3 separate regions of the Rattus norvegicus genome follow, and regions 2 and 3 are each linked to region 1. Evidence: chromatin contacts called from public Hi-C data. All regions are on one chromosome and are shown on one strand. The core of a region is the stretch at or near the end of the contact, and the rest is flanking DNA. Distances in the headings are between cores, read along the strand shown. Region 1 holds the start of Tle3 (TLE family member 3, transcriptional corepressor). Region 2 has its middle 57 kb from the start of Tle3. Region 3 overlaps Tle3 (TLE family member 3, transcriptional corepressor).

The links. Hi-C and Micro-C count contacts between places; a contact is called where the count stands out from the background.
Region 2: a contact with region 1 is called in a Hi-C map of liver, with 2.4 times the contacts expected there. The contact joins the enhancer-like site here to the promoter of Tle3 in region 1. A contact is called at or near these places in 4 of 12 Hi-C or Micro-C datasets (kidney, liver and mammary epithelial cells).
Region 3: a contact with region 1 is called in a Hi-C map of Schwann cells, with 2.5 times the contacts expected there. The contact joins the enhancer-like site here to the promoter of Tle3 in region 1. A contact is called at or near these places in 2 of 12 Hi-C or Micro-C datasets (Schwann cells and liver) and 1 of 1 datasets of contacts at active chromatin or transcription factors (oligodendrocytes).

Annotation. Positions count from the first base shown.
Region 1 is chr8:70,751,534-70,755,635 of GRCr8, forward strand. Tle3 (TLE family member 3, transcriptional corepressor) reads left to right here and starts at 2,244. Exons shown (of 20, transcript NM_053400.2): 1 at 2,244-3,001; 2 at 3,495-3,595; 3 at 4,055-4,102. The coding sequence starts at 2,978.
Region 2 is chr8:70,694,546-70,698,647 of GRCr8, forward strand. No RefSeq gene overlaps it. Among named protein-coding and RNA genes, the nearest start is that of Tle3, 57 kb to the right of the region's middle. Within about 2 kb of position 1,881, at least 14 of the 93 cell types and tissues checked have an H3K27ac peak or open chromatin away from gene starts, as enhancers often do. A contact at or near this core is called in liver, where this site is marked.
Region 3 is chr8:70,795,314-70,799,415 of GRCr8, forward strand. It overlaps Tle3 (TLE family member 3, transcriptional corepressor), which reads left to right. Exons shown (of 20, transcript NM_053400.2): 18 at 108-258; 19 at 927-1,003; 20 at 1,910-3,757. The coding sequence ends at 2,017. LOC102551666 (a long non-coding RNA gene) reads right to left here. Exons shown (of 8, transcript XR_005488246.2): 8 at 3,230-4,102. Among named protein-coding and RNA genes, the nearest start is that of Tle3, 44 kb to the left of the region's middle. Within about 2 kb of position 2,053, at least 6 of the 93 cell types and tissues checked have an H3K27ac peak or open chromatin away from gene starts, as enhancers often do. A contact at or near this core is called in Schwann cells, where this site is marked.

The sequences.
Region 1 (4,102 bases), core at 994-3,493:
TAAGCAGCCATTCCAAGCACTATTTGCAAGCGGGAGGCTCAGAAGCCTCGGCATTTGTCAGCGCTCCCCCACCCCTCGTGGTTTTGACTGACAGCTCCGGCCAAGGACTGACAGCTCCCGGAATCTCCACCAATTACTAGTCGAGAGTCTCTTTGCTGGTCTGTGATTGGTTTCTAGACTTGCTCGGGGGTGTGGCCGGCGCGCCCCACGTGGGGGCCGGAGCGAGAAAGGGGCGGGCCGGGTAGGAAGCGGGTGCGCCCACCCGTGACGTAAGGGGGAGGGCAGAGAAGGGGGAGGGGAGAGGGAAGCTCCAAAGAGGAGCCATTTTGAGACTAATGGATGCTTTGGCCAGATGCTCGCATCTGTCGAGCTAGGCTTCTCCCTGCCCCCCCTCCCCTTTTCGGTGCGCATCGTACACGATTTATGTTTTTATTTAGGAGAATAAATAAATGAAGAGGGGAGCGCGGTCGAGGCCTGAGCGGGCTCTGAGAGGCTCCATCTCGGGGCGGCCGCTCACGTGGAGGTCCCCGCGCGCTCCCAGCTACTCATTAAGATGCAAACGCGAAACTCAGGCTCCTAATGAGGGGAAAATATAGATTCCGGGGGCGCGCGAGGCGCGCGCGCCCGCAGCGGGCCAGGAGTGTATGCTTGCGTGCAAGCTCGGTGGGAAAGCGGGGAGGGACCCGAGGACACCTGGGCGGCCCACTCGGCGTTGCCTCTCCGAGGCCCGAGGACATAGGGTGGGCAGTGTGCCCCGACGTGACCCTTGTCTGCGAGCATTTAGTTGGGCCCCAGAGTCGAATGTTTATTCCTCCTTGGGTGTCGAGGCTGGTGACCGTGGCCACTCCAGGCTCGCAGTCGCTCTTCTACGGGTGGCTGTCGACGCATGTGCCCGGGCAGACCAGCAGGCCAAGAAACGGGGTCGGGACTCAGGGTCGTAGCCGGGAGGGCCCCAACTTCGTGCATTCCCTTCTTCACCATCTCGGGCCCGGAGCACAGCTGAGGAAACCGCCTTGGCAAGGCTGCGGCCAGGATGTAGCTGTCCCCAAAGGGCAAAAGCCCCAAGTGGGGCTAGCCGCACTACTGAGCCAGTTGTCCGCAGACAGCCGGGCCCTTCCATCTGCGCGGCCCGCCAAGCCAGAGTTCTCAGACTTCCCCCTCGCCGGCAGCCGCCGTGCATCAGAGGCGCTGTTTATTTGGCTTTCTGAGAAGAAGGGCGAATGAACAAAGGAGAAAAGCAGGGCGCCCAAGGGTGGGAGAGGGGACAGAAACGGATAAAAGAAAGAGAAACTCAGTTTGGAGAACAGTCTTAGAGGTCGGAGGTAACTTTGGGAGCCAGCATTTTATCGGTCCTAAATCTTTTGAAGTGAAAACATTAAACTGACAAAGTGATTCTGTTTGTTTTATAGTATCTAATTGGGCTGCTTTGCAACCCTAATGAGATTAGAGGGGAGCAATCGTTCGCCGCCTCTGCAGAATCAACTGATCCATTACTACCAGCCACAGGTTTTAAGGATTGTACAGCTTGTCCTTTTTCCCCCTTTTGTTGTTATTCGTTTTCTCTTTCTCCCCTCCCGCCAAATAATTATTTGCTACTAGATCGTGGGAAAAAAAAAGAGGAAAAAAACCTAGCTGCCCAGGACTATAATATATATCTATTTATTATATGTCTTTCGGTTAATTCCTGATGTGAGGAGCGCTGTTTTTCACTCCCAAGCGAAAGTCACCAGCGGGTAGGGCCTGATTGCTACTTTTCATGCATAGTTTTAGACACAAGAGGGCATTGTGACGTCGCGCCCGGCGGCGCCCAGTCGCAGTCCGAGTCCCGTGGCCCCACGTGGGAGCCTCGCATTCCCATTGGCCAACGCTAGGCGAAGCCGCCACATTATTTTGTTACTTTTCAGTCCCTATTTGGAACTGCTCTCGCGGCAGTTCAGACCTCGTGCTCGGCCCCCTTCGCCTGTCTGTGTGTGGTATCCGCAGGTCCGAGCCACTTTTTTTTTTTTTTTGAGTGCGTGTACGTGTGTGTGTTGAGTGCGTGTGTTTGTGTGTTTTGGGGGTTTGGCGGGGCGCGGAGAGGAGAGCCAGGCTGGGAGGAAGGAAAGAAGCCGCAGAGCTCCCGGGCTCAGGCTACGTCTCCCCCTCCGGTGCTCTCCAGCCTGCGCGCTCCTAGGCAGCAGGGACGCCGACCGCTCCCCGCCGGAGACGCAGCCGATTCACTTGAGAGCAAAGAAGACCCCTTCGCCGAGGCTTCCTATGCCGGCTGGAGTTAGGATGCCACGGCCCATTATTTGCACCGACTAACCCGGAGTTCCTCCTCGGCCCTGGGAAGGACTGGCGGCGGCGGCTGGAGCAGACAGAGCAGCAGGCTCTCTTCTCCGAGGGGAGGGGGGGGCGTCGAAGCGCCCTCGCTGGGCTCTAGCCCTCACCCACGGTCCTCAAGCCGTCACCTCGGTGGCCTGCTTCCTTTTTCTTCTCCCCGCGACTCCGGGCCCGACCGCCTCTGGGATTTGACCCGCGCGCCCCGGATGCTCCGAGCTGCCCAGACGCGCCCCCCCCCCTCCAGCCTCATCGTGCTGATTGACCCGTGAGGGGACAAGAGAAACCCACCCCCCAACCTCCGGGCCTCGGGATCCTGCTCTGGAGCTGCCAGGGAGCCGATGATGTCCACGCAGACCCGGCTTCTGACACTGTCCACGCAGCCGGGGGAAGGTGGCCGGCCGCAGCCGGCCGAGCCTTAGGCGCACAAAGCGCGAGCCCGCCGACGACTTTGCCGCTCGCTCCGCCGCTCTTTGTCTGCACTTGGGGCGCACGCCCGACTCTGGGATTTCGCTGCGAGAGCGGGCTGGGGGGGCCGGGGGCGAGCTCTCGGTTCCCCGGCCGCCCCCCGCTCGGGCTCGCCTCCCCCCTCCCCCGCACGTCCCCGGCTCGGGCTCTCAGCGCTTCCAAGCTCTCGGAATCGCGACCCCTCCCTGCCATGTATCCGCAAGGCAGACATCCGGTGAGTAATTGCAAGTAGGCTTATTTAAGCATCTATCATGGCAGGGTAAACGAGGCAGTTTATCTAGCACCTCCATTTTGCTTGTTGCTACCTTTATGGTGCGCGCGCGTGTGTGTGCGCTCACACAAAGGGGCTGGGTGGGTGGGGGCGCCGTAGAGAGCCAAGGGTAATTGCGCTCGAGTGGCCCGGGCGGCCTGCGTTGGAGGGGAACGTGGGCTCCCGCCCTGGGCCCCTCTCCTAAGTCTTCCAACTCGCTCCCTCGGCACTTGGCCACGGGAGCCCTTCTGGCTTTGGGGGTGGTCGATATGCCCGCTTCCCGGTCCTGTCGGGAGAGCGTTGAAAAACTTGCTGGGAAGGTTCTGGGCTGTGGGGTGGTGGCCTTGCCGGTGGCTCCCGGCGGGGAGGGGCCAGGGACCCAGCGGATGCACGGGGCCGCGTGGAGCCCTTCTGATGTGCCCACTCCTCTCCCCTATGTCGTCCTTGTGGGCTCCAGGCACCCCATCAACCCGGGCAGCCAGGATTTAAATTCACTGTGGCCGAGTCCTGTGACAGGATCAAAGACGAATTCCAGTTCCTGCAAGCTCAGTATCACAGGTAAGGCGGGTGGGGGGTGGGCCCGGGCTGACGTGGAGGGCGGCCTGGCGCGCTCCTGCTACCCCCCGCAGGGCCCGAAGGGGACGTCGACCCCCGACTGCGGGGCCGCAGGGCCTCCGCCTTTTGTTTCCCCTCTCGGAGCGCACAGCCTTAACCCTTTGCGTTCCGCAGTCGCCCAGCTCCCAAAGCCCGTCCTGTCGAGGGTCGGGGTCTTGCGCCAGCGTCCGGGCCCGCCCCCGCGTGGCCGAGGCGAGTCCCCTCGTCAGATCAAGAGAAGTTTGGAGTTGGTACGGCCAGGCTCCGGGTGGTAGGCACCCATTCCCACTGTCCTGAGGATGCTGGATAATGGGGGTACTCAGAGTGCCGGGCAAGTGAAGTGGCTCTGTGAGTCCCTAGGGTCCGGGTCTCGAAGGGGACCATGTAAGCACCAGGACTGAGAGCCTTCTCTTGCCCTCACAGCCTCAAAGTGGAGTACGACAAGCTGGCGAACGAGAAGACAGAGATGCA
Region 2 (4,102 bases), core at 631-3,130, 57 kb before region 1:
AAGGTGAACTTTGCACATCTTCCTCACAATTGCTTTATATTTTCAGACAGGGCTTCTCCCTGAGCCTAGAGCTCACTGGTGGGCAAGACTAGCTGCCAGCAAACTGCACTGTAAGCCTGGGGTCTCCACCTCCTATTACCAGTGCTAGGATTACACGTGGGCACGACTATGCCCAGATTTTATGGATGCTGGGATCCAAACTCAGGTCCTGGCAAGCACTTTACCCAGTGAGCCATCTCTCTAGCCCCTGGGAAAATATCTCTTAAAAAAAATAAAATCAGTTCAGCCACCCAACAAACCATAAATCTTTGCACGAAGTTGGGCTTGGGGAATGGCAAGCCCGTTCATTCATTGCTTTGTGGCTCCCAGGATCCCCTCCATGTGGGGAGATGCTCAGAGAACTTTCTCTCCCTGTTCAGCCACATCGAGTTCAGACTGTTGCCTGCAGAGAGCTACAATCCCGAGTGAGTCAAGGAGCTAAGATTTAAAAGGACACCTTGATTACCCAAGCTCCCCCATACAGCTTCCTCTTCGGATGGTCAGACATAAATATATTGTCCACCGTGTCCCAGGAAGGCCGTGGCTTCGGAAGCAGTGGCCAATCCAGAGGCCACAAATTGCCTGTGTTCTTGACTTCAGTTTGTGCTTGGAATTCCCACTCTCTGGGAAGAGTAGCCTTCCTTGGGAGAGAAGGACCCCAGGATCACTCTCTCCGCGCATTTGCTGTGTGAGCATGGGCCACTTGCTAAACTTCTCTGTAACCTACTTCTTTCTCTCTGCAAAGCCAGGAAACCGGGTGGATAATTCTTTCAGGACTCTGTCTTCTTAGGCTTTGGTCTAAGGCAAAACTTTTCTGGAAAAAGCAGAGAGTGAATTTGTAGGACATGGTTAGCGTCTCTGTCGCAGCTATTCAATACTTGTAGTGCAAGCTGGGGGGTTGGGGGTTGGGGTGCTGCTGTCCCTGTGAGAGTACACAAACAAGCAGCAAGCTGTTCAACCGGGAGTCAACAGCCACCCCCAACTCAGGAATGTTAAAGTCCGCCTGAGAGAATTGGCCAGGGGTGAGGGCCTCAGGAGTGGGGAGGCACTTATCTCTAGGGAGCCTAAGGAAGGGGGTGCTTTAGGGCTCCAGATCCCTACTGGCTGCCTGAGCCCACCCAACCCAGAATACAGCCCTTCTTTCTCCCAGACAGCTGCCACCGTCATCTTCTCCTGTAAAGAGCCTCTCACAGCTGAGGAAGAGAGACACAGCTGCCTTCTCCTGTATACTACTGGGGAACTGGGTAAACTTCCTGATGTGCACTGTGGAGTGGAAGGACCAATACTGCAGAGCCTAGCAAGGCCTTAGCTTGGTAGGTGTCTGAGCGCGGTGTAGGAAGTACCCTAAGGGCTTCCCCTGGAAGCCAGGATGTGGGTGGGTGGGGCTTCAGAGAGGCTCAGTAGTAGGCTGCTGCTTGGTGTTACAATCAAGGTTGACAGGGGCTAGATGCCCAGGGATCTGCACTAAAGAAGCTATGAAAACTGGTCCCAACCAGAATTGATCACTGGGGTTGGCCCTGGTGCAGGAACAGAGAGCAGGGAACATGGGTCACTTATTTGTCACCCCAGCTCTACCGTTAGCTTTGGCCTCATCTCTTTTGCTGCACTTCGTGCAGACTGAACAAAGTCCATCGAGGACCTTTCCTTTCTGTTTGAGAAGACACAGATCCAGAGCAGTCAAGAGATTAGCCTGAAGTCACACAGCAAGAGCATTCCATGGTTGGCGGTCTTCCCGAGTTTCTGTGTTTTCTGAAACGTAGGGGAGTCTGGACAGGTTAGAACTAGGCTTTTACTGCTGTCTGAACTTAAAATTCCAGGGCTTTCTGCTCTGACTCAGATCTCAGGCAGGGCGTCCTCAAACCAGTACAAGAGGAAGCCTCCTCTCTGTGTGTTTGGATTCAGATAAGGGCATTTTCAAGCTCCCTGAGATCAAGGTGGCAGTCAGCCAGTGCTATTTCCACCCAAAGATCAATCAAGGCTGTCCCCGGTTTCAGGCACAGGGCGGCTGGCGCGCACAGACAGAGCCAGGGGGATCTATAGCCAGGGAGGGCTGATTACTAGCTCCTGGAGCCAGCAGGCTTGGAGCACCCTTTCAGAGGCAGAGACGTGACACAAATCTTCCCACTGCTGGGCCAACGCTTCCTTATGTGTCTGCCGGGGGTGACACTCAGGCAAGGTCTGCACCCAGGGCCCAGCCATTAAGAAATTCATTAATCAGGATCGTGTTTACAGCCCTCTGGCAAGCAATCGTAATTCACTGGCTCAAGCTAGACCCTGGGCCTTCCTGCAAACTGCTGTGACATTTGGTAAAAATATCAGCTCGGGCCAGGGCCAGGCAGGAGGTGTGTGTGCGATCCATGCTGACTTGTGAAATGCAGGTGCAGCATGGGTCACAGGTACCAGAGAAGGCTGTGGGGACAGGCTGTCACTGGCTCCCAGTGTCATCTTGAACATGTCACTACCCTGTCATCTTGCATCTGTATTGGGGAGGATCTAGGGTAAGTGAGACGGTAAAATTCTGTCAGCCCTCAGGTTTGTCCCGTGTGGTCTGTGGTCTGAGGAAGATTGGCCAGCGTGGTGTTGGGGGGGTGGAGACCGAGTTCCTTGCCAACCTTTGAAAACTGCAGGATTCACGTGAAAAATCCAGATTTCCTGTTGAGCTGAGGGAATACTCCTGCAGAGCAGTGTTGGCCTGGAGCTGACTAAGTTCCCAGCATCCACAGATGGGCCTGGCATTAACTCTGGCAAACTGTAGCTCATGGGCAACTTGTGGAGGCCAACTTTAATGTGGGTCTCCAATAGTGGGCATGGGCCAGAGCTCCATGGAAGGCCGGGTAGGTTGTGCACTCTACAAGACACTCAGGTTTGGGGTCAAATAGGGACGAAATTGCTGCACTCTGTCTGGCTTGCTGCATGCTCTATTTTACCAAGGAAAGGGTGGTTTGGGGTTTTTTTTTGTTTTGTTTTTTGGGTTTTTTTTTTTAGTTTGTTTTGGTTTGTTTTTTTCCAGGGGTCATCCAAAGGTGTCTTTCAAGCTGGCATTGATCCTGTCTGGGCCAGAGTCCCCACAGGTCGCATTCCAGAGGAGGGGGAGGCGGAGCTTCCCCAGTGTTACTCACAGACAAGATGGGTGAGGAAGGCACGGCTCAGATACAGGCAAGTTTAGACCTGTCCGGAGCCCTCACCTCATTCAGTAAACAATGGCCTTAGCCCACTGATCCCAAAGGCCCTTCCAGATCTGCGGGATGCACATCTTCAGCTGTGTTGCTGCCTAAGAGCACCTGAAGGGTGGCCAGCCTGGACCTACGCTTTGGGAACAAGGTTGGGACTCTTGGGCAGGAGGTACAGATAGAGCCCAGGACAATACAGGCCTTCTGTTCCACACTTCTATACGTGTGTGTGTGTGTGTGTGTGTGTGTGTGTGTGTGTGTAAGCCAGATGTCAATGTGGTCTTTTCTTGGGACCTGGGGTTACTGTTTATCTAGAGCACCAGGCCTTTTGTCTTGGTTCTGGGGATTGACCTCAGGGGCTATGTGTGATTCCTGTGCCCAGTGCTGCCATAATCATTGGCTTCATTCATTCATATTAGCCTCTGAACCCTACTCACTCTTCCCTGTGTGTCCTCAGACAAAAAGGAAAGGTCTTTAGTGGACTGTCCACTCTACACTAGCACAGCAGGAGAGGTGAGGTCAAAGCTAAAGGCAGAGCTGGGGTGGCAGATAGGTGGCACTTGTCCCCTGCCCTCTGTTCCAGCGCTAGGACAAACTTATGTGATCCCGAGTAGCCAGCCTCGGTCAACCACGATCACTGAGTGTGAGATGAATGTCCCTCCATGCACTGGACCATTTGTCTTCTCGTCTTTAGTCTGAGTAGCAGCTTGCATCGCAGAAAGAGCACTGAACCAGGAGTCTGGAGACTGCATGGTTAGCTGGCCAAAGACCCTCAGCCCCCGCTTCACGGGAGGTCTCCTCCAGCTCAGGGTACATGAGCTAGTGTGAGCAAAAGCCATGCACCATGCCGGCTTGGGGCATTCGGGAGTCAGACTGTACAAAGTGCTGTGTCC
Region 3 (4,102 bases), core at 803-3,302, 44 kb after region 1:
ATTGGATTTGGTTTGTAAGTGGAGAGGGTGGAGTGAGGAGCTAACCCTGCTTAGGGGGCTGCTCCAGTCCTGTGGGCAGAGGGGCACTGAACTGTCTGTCCTTGCAGATCTTCTCCCTGGGTTACTGCCCCACTGGGGAGTGGCTCGCCGTGGGCATGGAGAGCAGCAACGTAGAGGTTCTGCACCACACCAAGCCGGACAAGTACCAACTGCATCTGCACGAGAGCTGCGTGCTGTCCCTCAAGTTTGCCTACTGTGGTAAGCCCTGAGAGCCAGCCAGCATGGGGAGCCCAGTCCAGTAGAAGGTGTGGGAAGAGGGGACCTACAGTCTTAAGTCCTCTGCTCCTTTAATGTCCTGGAGCCGAAAAGTACCTTTCTTGTCCCCATCCTTGTCTCTTGGATATAGATGTCACTCTCAGGACAGTAGGCCAAAGGCTCTAGGCCAAAGGCTCTCCTTGTTGACCTGGATCTTCTCTGAAGGTTATGGCCACAGGTTTCTATTCGGACACATGGTGCAAACTCTTAGCCTCAGAGAAACTGGCTTGGAAGAGCCCGTGGCTTTGGGGGATGTTTGGAGCCACAGTTAAGAGCCCCCTGGGAGGAAAGTCCTCTCTGACTATTGGGTTTTGGCTGCTTCTGGTGCTCTCTCCACCTTCCACTCACAGACTGGGAAGGACTAGCTGACTTTAGTGGCCTTGCCAGGGATCTTTTCAGAGACGTGCTCAACACAGTTAACTGAATTTTGTTTCCTGGGCAAGGTGTCCTTTATGTGCTGTGCTTGTAACTGCTCTTCAGGAGTGGGGAACAGCAAGCATTAACCCTGGTTAAGCATGTCTGGTGTGGAAACACCATGAGGGGCAGACACAGCTGGGCTGGCTCCTGCTGCACAGGCCACAGTCTGAGGGCTTCTTTGCTTCGACTTTCAGGCAAGTGGTTTGTGAGCACTGGGAAAGACAACCTTCTCAATGCCTGGAGGACGCCTTACGGAGCCAGCATCTTCCAGGTACACTCCTGATCTTCCTCCTAAGTCAGTATGTGCCCACAGCGATGGGGCTGAGGGGTAGCAGGAGGCAGTTCAGGAGGACTCTGGAGCTAGGAGCAGATCTGCTACCCCCATACCCCACCTAGCCCTTACTAGATGGAGGACCCCAGAGGGAAGGGTGTGGGGACTAGAGAAAGACACATTCTCTGTTGCTTTTGTGATCTCTGAGGGTAAGAGCATTTAAGAAGGGACTCACTTATGTGGCAATGTGGTGAGTAAAACAGTGAGCTTGGCTGGCTCTGGGCAGCTGGACCATGGAGTAGCCATTTCATCCAGTGAAACCCATTCGGGTTAGGATGCCAACCCGAGCCATCAGTGTGACAAGGTGCTAAACTGGACACGCAGTTTTACAGATTTAAAGATCTAGAGGCCCTCCATCTCACGGACACACACAACCCTCCACAGTGCAACTCACAATCACTTTTTTTTTCCTTACAATCACTCTTGCTCTAACACACACACACACACACACACAGACACACACAAGCCCGTTTCAGCTTCTTGCTTCAATGTCTGGTCCCATGTGCCCCACGTGTCCCTTGGAACTGTCTCTTGCTGCTGCTGCAGCTCTGAGATGCTCCTTTCCATCAGTAGACTTAGCAGAGATGCTTATGCTAAGTGTCCTTTTTCCCCCCTTAAACCTGGGGAAGATCAGATGACAGCCAGCTCAGGAGCTGTTCCACATGAAGAAGCGGGTGGGAGGGACTCCAAGCCCTAGAGGAAGTGGCCTCTTTCTACCAGTACCTGCTCCAACCTGAGCTACAGAGTAGGTGATTTCGTTCAGGGCCCCTGGAGTGCCAGGGAGTGACTTCCTGTTTTCTCCCCACACTAAATGTCTTCCTGCTTCTCCTTGTCTTCCCCCTCCAGTCTAAAGAATCCTCGTCCGTCTTGAGCTGTGATATTTCAGCGGATGACAAATATATTGTAACGGGCTCTGGTGACAAGAAGGCCACAGTTTACGAGGTCATCTACTGAACAAGGACTCTAAGAGGCCTGTCAAACTCTGGGAGACACCCACGCGGCCCTGACAGGGAGATGCTGGCCAGGCCCCGAGGATGGCAGAAGAGTGAGGGACAGCATTGTGGGGCTGCCCTCCGGAAGGTGGAGAGGACGCACGCCCCTTTGTGGATTGCTGTGTCTGACAGACTTGAAGGACTTTCTCCTCTCCCCCTCACCAGTGCTGGCAGATGCTTCAATTAGATTTCTCTGGAGGCTTCTGCTTTCGTTTCCCACACAGACACCCTCATGAGTCTCTGTCTCTTCCTCCCCTGTCTGATCTGTCCCCTCCCTACTCCGGGTTGGGGGCATGCTGGAGTAGACATTGTTGTTTCTGGGGAGGGGCGCCTCGTTCTGATTGTGCAGTGCACAAGGTTTGTGAACAATGTAAATAAGAGACTGTGGTTGCTGACTGGCCAGTGAGGGAGGAGGCCCCTTCCCACCAGTGCTCGCCGTGTATTTTGCCTGCTGTATTTGTAACCCACTCGCGGTGGTGGCTTTTCTTTCTTTCTTTTCTTAAGATTTTTTTTAAACAGATGTTCTGTGGGGAAAGTAGGCAGAGATAGAGAGTCGGGGAGTGGAATGAGAAGCTTCCTGGGGATGGGCAAACCAGCCTGGCCCACTGGGACTGAAGTATATCTCCACACGGGTTTTAGCACCATCTTCAGATGGAATGATAGGCAGATGGACAGACAAGCTGATGGACAGACAGTACTGGGATGGGCCAGCTTGGGCTATTATCCACAGGAACAGCGAGGATTTCCTGTGGGTTTCTCTGCTCCATCTTCTCTTGCCTTGCCCTCACACCTCCTGACCTCCATCTCTTTCTGCCCCCCTCCCCCCGCTCGCCTCTCCCACTGGACCCCATCTTTCTCTTTGGTGCACACTCAATCATTGTGATGAGGAATGGAAGTTCAAGGGAACTCCCTCTCTGACTCTCCTCCGCCAGCCTAGAAAGGATTCCATATGGGGGTGGGAGGGAGACAAGCGACTCAGCTCAGGGAGCTACCAGAGAAAAACAGCAACTGGTGTGGGTGCTTTTTTTTTTAATTTGAATAAAAATAATTAGAAGTGATATCCTTTGATAAGATGCCGTCTCCCCTTTCCTGCTCTCAGCCCTTTCTGCTCCCTGAAGCCGGGGATATGGTGACCCCCAGGGTCGTAAGTCTAAGAAGATGGGCGGGGGAGCGGGCTGGGGGCTGGGGCAGACGGAATGTCATCTGCAGATATCACCCCTAGGGTACCAATGTTTGTGGTATTAGGTTTGCTTTGTTTTGTTTTGGTCTTTTGTTGTTTTATTAAAGAAAAGCTAAAGACCGTGTGAGCCCTGCTGGTGGGCTTTCCATGGATGTAGCATATGGAAGAGAGTTTTTATATTGCATTTTTATGGATTATTTTATAATGTGGGACTCAGTCTGGGAAGAAAGATGAGGGTGTCTAAAACCTGCCCATCTCCAGTGCTCCAACTGAGCGGCTGCCCCGAACAGGATGTATGTTGGGACATGGAAAGACCGTGGCACCCCGCACCTTCCTGAGAGGCATGTCGACATGCCTGTCTGGAGTCTGTCCATCTGTCTCTGGGTTTCAGATGATCACTGGCCACCACTTGTTAAGGCTCTAGCCAGAAGGGAGGGTTAGGGTGGAAGAGAGTTATTCCTGAAGAAAAAAGAAAAATTGAAACATCATTGTAATGAAGCTTTTTATATTTTTAAAAGTTACTATTTAAAAAGGTTGGTTTGATTGTTGTGTTTTAATTACCTTTTTCCTTCCAGTGTCTCAGTCATGCCTGGGAAGGTGGGGGTCTATGGTTGGTTCAGTTTCAGTCTGGAAACTGGGAAGCATCTCATCACGCAGCCCCTATACCCACTCGAAGCTGTGCCTCCCTGCCACCCCATCAAAAGTCTGTACAGGGCTTTCTATAATCCAGGGCCCACCTACACCACTGCCTGGTCTACGCCTCAGGCAGGAGTGAACTGGGAACCCGTGGATGAGATGAGTCTCACGGGGCAGAGGCCAGGGAGCAGCACCATGCTCATACATGGCTGTCCACGGAAGCTAATTGGG